2 separate regions of the Mus musculus genome follow, and region 2 is linked to region 1. A link is a contact called in public Hi-C data. All regions are on one chromosome and are shown on one strand. Each heading gives the region's core, a stretch centred on a gene start, on an enhancer-like site or on the middle of the called end of the contact. The rest is flanking DNA. Distances are from core to core; before and after follow the strand shown.

Region 1 (3,759 bases), core at 475-2,974:
TTCTTCTCACCCTTTCCCTGGAGCTGCGGGAGGCGGAGGCTTAAGTCCCACCCTCAGCTACTCTGGACTATAAGAGTCAGGCACCTGACTACCTATGTCCCCTGAAGACCTTTGAGATTTTTTTCTTTGGGGACAGTCTTACTTGGTAGCTCAGGCTGACCTTGAATGCACTGCATAACACAGGCTAATCTCTAACTAGTGGTAATCCTTCTGCCTCAGCCTCTTGAGTGCTGATTGCAAGTGTAAGCCATCCTCGGCCTGGCTGACTTCTAAAATGTTACCATAATGTGGTAGGCTAGGTAATGACTGCCACAAAAACAGTCACATCCTAATCCCTGGGACATGTGAACATGTCACCCTGCTTGGCTAAAGAACTTTGCAGCTATGAATAAGTCAAGGTCTGCAGAGAAGGGAGGACCCCTCACTCTGGAGACGGCCAGTGTCTGCAGAGAGGGGAAAGATCCCTCACTCTGGAGATAGCCAGTGTCAGCAGAGCACTCCTCATGAAGGAAGGAGGACGGTGGAATGCGGAAGGCAGTAAGATAACGGAACCTCAAGTCCAGAGTCAGGGAAATATGAAGCTCACTGTGGCTTAAAGACAGAGGAGGGGCTGTGATTAGACACACCACTCTGGGCCTCCCTTGGGCTCTGATTCCAGTCTCAGCCTCAGAACTGTAAGATGTGAGCGTATACGCTCCTTCAACCACTGAACAGAGACAAGAGTGAGAACACCTCCTGTGACAGCAGGTTCCCACAGCTTCACTCCTCTGTTTGCTGCATACAGGTGCCTTCTCTGAGCCTAGAACTGTCTCTCCTGGCTTTTCTTTGCATGCACTCTGGGCTCCCTGCTAAAAGGCACATCACTGATGATATCATAGTCATCAGGGGTAGTCAACTTCCTTGTGGCCAGTGAGCTACTCCTGCCCAGTTGAGGAAACTGACGGGAGAAACAGCGAAGCCGCTGGAGACTCTTGTCATCCACACAGGTTCAGTGGATAGATAGCTCACCACAGGGATCCTGTGGAGCTCATACGGGCTCTGGACCCCCGCTTGGTGGGGTTTCTAAGTATGACCAGCTGACATGAGACACTGGTTTCCTGCTACCACTGTCCATAAATGACAGCCACCATCTATACCAGTGAAGGCAAGATGGATACAGCATGTTCGCTGTACCCTGTCTTCCCCAAAAAGTGGAACTTGTGTCTGTACACATGTTCTTTCATGGCCGTCAGTGGGGCTGCAATGGGTAGAAAGTGACAGAGGAGGAGGAAGACATGGCCTCCATACACCCACATGCACAGACATGCACATCTGTACATACATGTGCACAGCCTCACCACCACCACCCCCAAACACCCACATACACTGAAAGGCCAACAAGCTACAACCTGAAGATACAAACCCCCTTGGCCCCTCCCATCATCACACAGGGCCACAGCAACACGAGCCCCGGACTTATCGACTGCCATCCTTGGGATGACTGTTTGCTAAGCAGTAAAGGCCTGCTTTGTTTGTAATATGCCGCCTAAGAACACTTGGATAGGTCGTTCCAGATGTGGCTGCCCCGAGCAGCAGCTGGAGTTCTGACCTGAGAGTCGGGGTTGGTACTCTTCCCACACAGTCTGTAGCTGTGGACTTTCTCTCTGATCTGTGTCTGGCATGGTCTGATCTTGATCCCTAGGATGCTGGAACGGAAGCGGTGTGAACCTTTAACAGCTGGGGCCTGGCAGGAAGTTCCTGTGCACGTGGGGCTCTTTGTGTTCCTGGACTGAAATGTGGTAAGTGATACACAGTGCCACCATTGCCACCTGCTCTTCTTTTTTTGTTTGTTTGTTTTGGTTTGGTTTGGTTTGGTTTGTTTGTTTTTTCGAGACAGGGTTTCTCTGTATAGCCCTGGCTGTCCTGGAGCTCACTCTGTAGACCAGGCTGGACTTGAACTCAGAAATCCTCCTGCCTCTGCCTCCCAAGTGCTGGGATTAAAGGCATGTGCCACCACTGCCCAGCTGCCACCTGCCCTTCTGTCCTCACCAGAACTGAGTCACCTCCAGAGCTGTGAGCTAAACAACACTGTCCTTTATAAGCAGCTACACTTGGCATGTATTATTGTGACATACAACTAATAAAGGATCGCTCACTCTTACATCTGGAACAAAATAAATAAATATAAATAAATAAAGAGCTCACCCATGGGCTGGTGAGAGTGATCAGTGGGTAAAGATGCTTGCCACCAAGCCTGACCATGAGTTTAATCCCTGGGACTCAAATGATGGAAGAAGAGGACTTCCACAAGTTGTCCTACGAACTCCACGTATGCACTGGAACATCCATGTACACATGTGTACACACACACACACACAAATAAATGAATAAAGTATGAAGTTTAAAAAGAAAGCTCCATCTATAACTCACCTCTTCCATGAAGCCCTCCTCCCAAATCAAAGCTTATGTGTTGGCCTTCCTGGGCTGCTCCTTCAAGAGCTGGAGAGATGGCTCCACAGGGAAAAGAACATGCTGCTTGTACAGAGGACATGGGTTCGGTTCCCAGCACCCACACTGAGCAGGTCACATGGCCTGGAAGTCCAACGATGTCAGGGGATCCATGCCTTTGGCCTCTGAGAGCACCTACCCCCATGCATGCACAAGTACATGTACATACACTTGCGCACACACAGCCACACACAAGATTTACTGCACAGCCTCAGGGACAGGCCCACAGAGTGTTCCTGGCTCCCATGTGTGTACTGCATGCAGACTGCTCCAACCTCCACCTCCCACGGTCTACAGTGCCCAGTCCAGGACCTCACAGACAAAGACCTTGAAGAACAACAGTAGAAAGCAACCAGAAGCCACTCTGAGGCTGTTTCATACCCAGCAGGGGAAACAAACTGCATCCCATGTAAGCAAGGCTAAGATTGGGGATGATCCGGCTAACCCACAGAACAGAATTAAATCAAATCCAGACACTGGCCAGCCACCCTGCTGGGAACCAAGCTGAGCTACGGTTTTCAATGTCTAAGGAGATGAAGGTGTTGCATCTCTGCAGACACCAAGCCACCAGCTACCCTTGAACCCTGCCGAGTCTGCTCTTTTCTGGACCTCTCCAGAGCCTTGGCCTACTAGGAGGCAGAAAACTTCCAGAGAGAAAATCTGCCCACTGCTTCATGTTATCCAGTGTGAGTTTCTTCTAGTTTCATGGTGGTGACATGTCTGCTTCCCAGCCTGGCCCACCATGTCTCCTCCTGTAGCCCCTCCAGGCCCTCGCCTGAAGGGCTATTTACTCCCTCTAGCACCTCCACAGCCTTCCCACGTCACCCACCGCACGTTATGCCTGAGCACTTTTGGCCCAGGGAGCTAGCTAGGATCCTACACTCCGTCAATGGTAAGGGCGCATCTTTCTCCCTGGAGGACAGGGGCCTGCCCAGCCATTGGTCAGTTTTTAAGGATCTCAGGAGCTGCCAGCCAGGAAGAGCTTTTCTGAGGAAAGGCGCTCACCTCTATTCCACACCCTCTGCCACAACTTTGGTGTGGCTCTGGGTCATTCACATGGAGAGGGGGCAGGTAGACAGAAGACTGGAAAGGCGCAGGGGCCTTCCAAGCTTGGGTGAGAAATGGACCTTACATGGAAGAGAGCTCCAAATGAGGTGGAGTGGCGTGGTGTGGCAGTGATGGGGCAGGTCTCTCTCTAAGAGACACTCTGGCTCTGTGGGCTCCAGCCCTGAGAAGGCTTTGGCTTCAACTATAAAGAAGAAACTCAGAGAC
Region 2 (3,759 bases), core at 683-3,182, 520 kb before region 1:
AAGAAACTGCAGCACATCACAAGGTCGTGTGTGTGTGTGTGTGTGTGTGTGTGTGGTTCTCTCTATGGAGTCCTGACAAACGCAGCTCAACTACACAATATAAGGCAGAATTACATGCATTTCGTTAGCTAAGAATCCTTCATCACGTTTCCTTTCTTTCTTTTAATCACATGTCCTTTCATGGGCCTGATTTAGCAGAATATCCTCTCTCCTGTGTCTACTTCAGTGAAACGTTCCTTCACCAGTCTGCCTTAGTCTTTCATCTGTGCCCATTTCAGGAAAACACTCCTTCACGTGTTTGCCCCAGCAAAACACCATCTGACACAATGACTTTCCAAAGACCACTTAAGTTTCCCCTTCAACTAGCTGAAACAACTAGCCCAGTGAGGTTGAACACCGCGTAGATTCTTGGACTTCCCATTCACAGCTGCCCATTGTTGGGTTAGTTGGACTACAGACTAAGTCATTATAATAAATTCCCTTAATATATAGAGACATTGCATAAATTCTGTGATTCTAGAGAACCCTGACTAATACAGGTGAAGAATAACAGGAAGTCTCCATGTGTGCACGTGTGTATGTGCGTGTGTGTACACGTATGCCTGCTTAAGTCTACTCAAAGGAGCCAGGTGAGAGAGACTCCAGCTTAAAGTCCCTTAGCCCCTGCTGGCACAGAGGAGCCAAGAGGGTTGAAGGCTGTATACACATTTGCTCTGAGGTAGGGGAGGGGAGGTTGCTTTGAAGGTGCTAGCTGTCTGCTGGACAGAGGCAGGAGGAAGGGCTTGGATGGAGGCTGCAGGAACCCTTGGCCCTAACTGAGCCTCTAAGGGCATTGTGGAAAAGAAACTGGCCGTGCCTGTGAATGGAGTTTGGAACTATTTCATCAGGGGGATCCTTGCCTCTGGTAAGGTGGGGTGAGAGTCCCAAGGTCCAGGCGTGGCAGCTTTCATCTGTGCATTTGGAATGGACTTGGCACTCCCACACCCCTGATGAAGTCAGGGGCTCCCTCAGGCTCTAGGGTCAGCCATGGGAAGGCTAGAACATGCTCCCAGTTCTGCCTGAGTGAAAAACAGCCCCAAAGTGTACCTTTCTTTGGACAACCGACTCTCTCTCTCTATCTCTCTGTGTGTGTGTGTTTTGAGATAGGGTTTCTCTGTAGTCCTGGCTGTCTTGGAACTTGCTTTCTAGACCAGGTTGGCCTTCAGTTCAGAGATCCACCTGCCTCTGCCTTCTGAGTGCGGGGATTAAAGATATGTGCCAACTCACACTGGACTTAAATAACTATCTACCTCATAGCAGGCATCATAATTCTGCCCCCCCCCCTTTTCTCCTGTGTTAGTGGTAAAGTCAAAGTGAAAGAAAGCGTTTAGCCCAGAAGACGACACAATAGGCACTATAAACAGCTCTTATACACGCATGCATCCATGCCTTTCTTTTGAGATTGGAGCCGAGGCTAGCCATGCCAGGGCGTTGGCAGGGCAGAGCAAGGTTCAATAGTTTAAGGGCTCAGTCCTATTCTAGGCCTTCCCACACGCAGATGGGGTAACAGCTGGATGTTTCCCCAAGGTCAGTGAGGGTCAGAGCAAGGGAAGCCCAGAGCAGGACTCTTGCAGCAGCCGCAAGCGCAAGCCAGGGAGCCTATTCTTGTGTGCAGTCTAGGACCGCACAGATCCAGCTCCAGGAGCCTGCCGGGACTCGCCCCGCCTCCATCACGTCCCGCCCTCCAAGCTCTGCCCGGTGCCCGGCATCTCTCACCACCCCTCCCCACCCCGCCACCTCGGGGCCCTCAAGTTTCTCCGAAGTTTTCCGCGGGTCCCTCTGAGAGTCCCGCCCCCTGGCCCGTGACGCAACAATGGTGCAGCGCGACGACCAATGGGTAGCGGCGGGGGCCGGCGGCGTGAGCCAATGGCGGCGGCGGCCCGTCCCGCGGTCCTGCCCGGCCCCGGCCGCACTGCGCCGCCCGCCGCCCTCCCCTCGGCGGCACCAGCACCGGCATCGGGAGACGGTGTCGCGGCGGCTCAGAGTGCAGCGGGCGCTGCCTCCGCTCCCGGCGTCGTGGGATCTCTGTCTGCTCGCCCGTGCATGGACGGCGCGCGCTCCGGCCCGCCGCAGGGACAGGGTCGCGCGGCTTGGTGAGTCGCCTGCCCCGAGCGCCCCGGTGCGCAGGTGCAGCCCCTGATCCTGGCCACCGGCCCGCAGACACTCGGGCGCGCCCCGGGAGGGGTCAGGGAGGATCTGGCCGGCGGCCCAAGCTCCAGTCACAGAGCCGCGGCCGTGACTCTGCCCAGTGACGTGGGGCGGCCGAACTTTACGTAACCCGCCCGGCACCCCACGCGTGCCCACACAGTGCATCTGGGGCGCAGGGGGCCCAGGTTCCGGGAGGAGCTGCAGTCATGCCAATCCCCTCAGAGGGGCGTCTGCCGCAGCCCACTCTATAGTGCTCACCTCTGTAACCCAGTTAATGGTCATGACACTGTGGACGAGGCCCTCTGGCTGTCCCAGGTCCCTTGTAACCTAGAGCTTACCCTTGCTGGAGGCAGTAGGGCTCTTGGGCAGGGAGACCAAGGGTGAATGGCCAGGGCTCAGGTTTGAGGCTTGGGACCCAAGGTGGAGGTAGGGTTTTTAAACTGGGGTCTGCAGTGTATGGAACGGCCCTCAAACAGAACGCAGGAGACCTAGGCTCTTGTCCTGGCTCAGCCTGACTTGGTGACTGACCTTGGACTAGCTTGTCCCCCGTTGAAAAGTGAGATGGCAGTATCGGCCTCATGTGGATGGACCTCGAGAGGACTGCAGGTGGTGTATGCTCCAATCCCCCCACTGACTTCACCTTTTCCCTCCTCCCAGGAGCTCCTTCCTGATGGGCAGGAAAATTGTTTGTGGATAAAAGAGCCAGAGCCACTTTCCAACTCTGGCTGCGGGCGGGCGCACTGCCAGCCCTGGGCCACCACTTTCTTGTTGATGAGGTTTGGTGTGTTAGAGTGAATACCTGCATCTACAGAACCCAGGGCCGCCTGCAGGAACCAGGTAGGTCTAAGTGAATAATCTCCACGACCCTCCTGGAAAGAAGTTTGAGTAGTCTCTTGGGGTCAGGGTAGAAGTAGAGTTGGGGCTGGATTTGGGGGTGTGAGGGTGATTTGGGCTCAACTTGTGCTGTGAGCCTGAGTCTTCTGCGATGTCCCATGGGTTCCTCTTTATTTGCAGTTGGAAGGACCTGGCTCAGGTGTGAAAGGAGCGCTTTTTGAAGGTTCCAGGGCTGCAGAGGGTTGGCACACGGAAGGCTCCAGCAGATCCAGCCTTCTCTAGCACAGGCAAGAGAGGAAGTGCAGGTGCAGAAATTCAAGAATGGTTCTGGGTCCAGGAGAGAATAGAGCTGGGGGCAGTGACTGGCAGACCCGATTCATTCGACCCTACTTCGTCTCACAGGTTGGTCTGGGGTGGTGTGACCCATGCTTTGAGACTCCCGGAGGCCAGCATGCCGTGGGACACCAGGCCTGGACGCAGCGCCAACGGAGGGCCCGAGGGTCCCGGCGCAGCTCGCTTGCGGGTGCAGAAGCAGTGCCGGAAGTCATCCTTCGCCTTCTACCTGGCAGTGCGAGATCAGCTGCCAGTTTGGCTACTCGAGGACATACGTGCCAGCGAAGCCTTCCACTGTGATGAGCGGGGGCGCGCTGCGGCCTATTCGCCTTCGGAGGCTCTGCTCTATGCGCTTGTGCACGACCACCAAGCCTATGCACACTACCTGCTAGCTACCTTCCCGCG

What was found. Hi-C and Micro-C count contacts between places; a contact is called where the count stands out from the background.
Region 2: a Hi-C map of CD8 T cells shows a contact between it and region 1, with 3 times the contacts expected there. The contact joins the promoter of Ankrd9 here to the enhancer-like site in region 1. A contact is called at or near these places in 1 of 484 Hi-C or Micro-C datasets (CD8 T cells) and 2 of 115 datasets of contacts at active chromatin or transcription factors (epiblast stem cells and pancreatic cancer cells).

What each region holds. Positions count from the first base shown.
Region 1 is chr12:110,461,851-110,465,609 of GRCm38.p6, reverse strand. All of the region lies in intron 2 of Ppp2r5c (protein phosphatase 2, regulatory subunit B', gamma), which reads right to left. Among named protein-coding and RNA genes, the nearest start is that of Ppp2r5c, 17 kb to the right of the region's middle. Within about 2 kb of position 1,724, at least 35 of the 459 cell types and tissues checked have an H3K27ac peak or open chromatin away from gene starts, as enhancers often do. A contact at or near this core is called in CD8 T cells, where this site is marked.
Region 2 is chr12:110,977,213-110,980,971 of GRCm38.p6, reverse strand. Ankrd9 (ankyrin repeat domain 9) reads left to right here and starts at 1,932. Exons shown (of 3, transcript NM_175207.5): 1 at 1,932-2,132; 2 at 2,845-3,024; 3 at 3,424-3,759. The coding sequence starts at 3,473.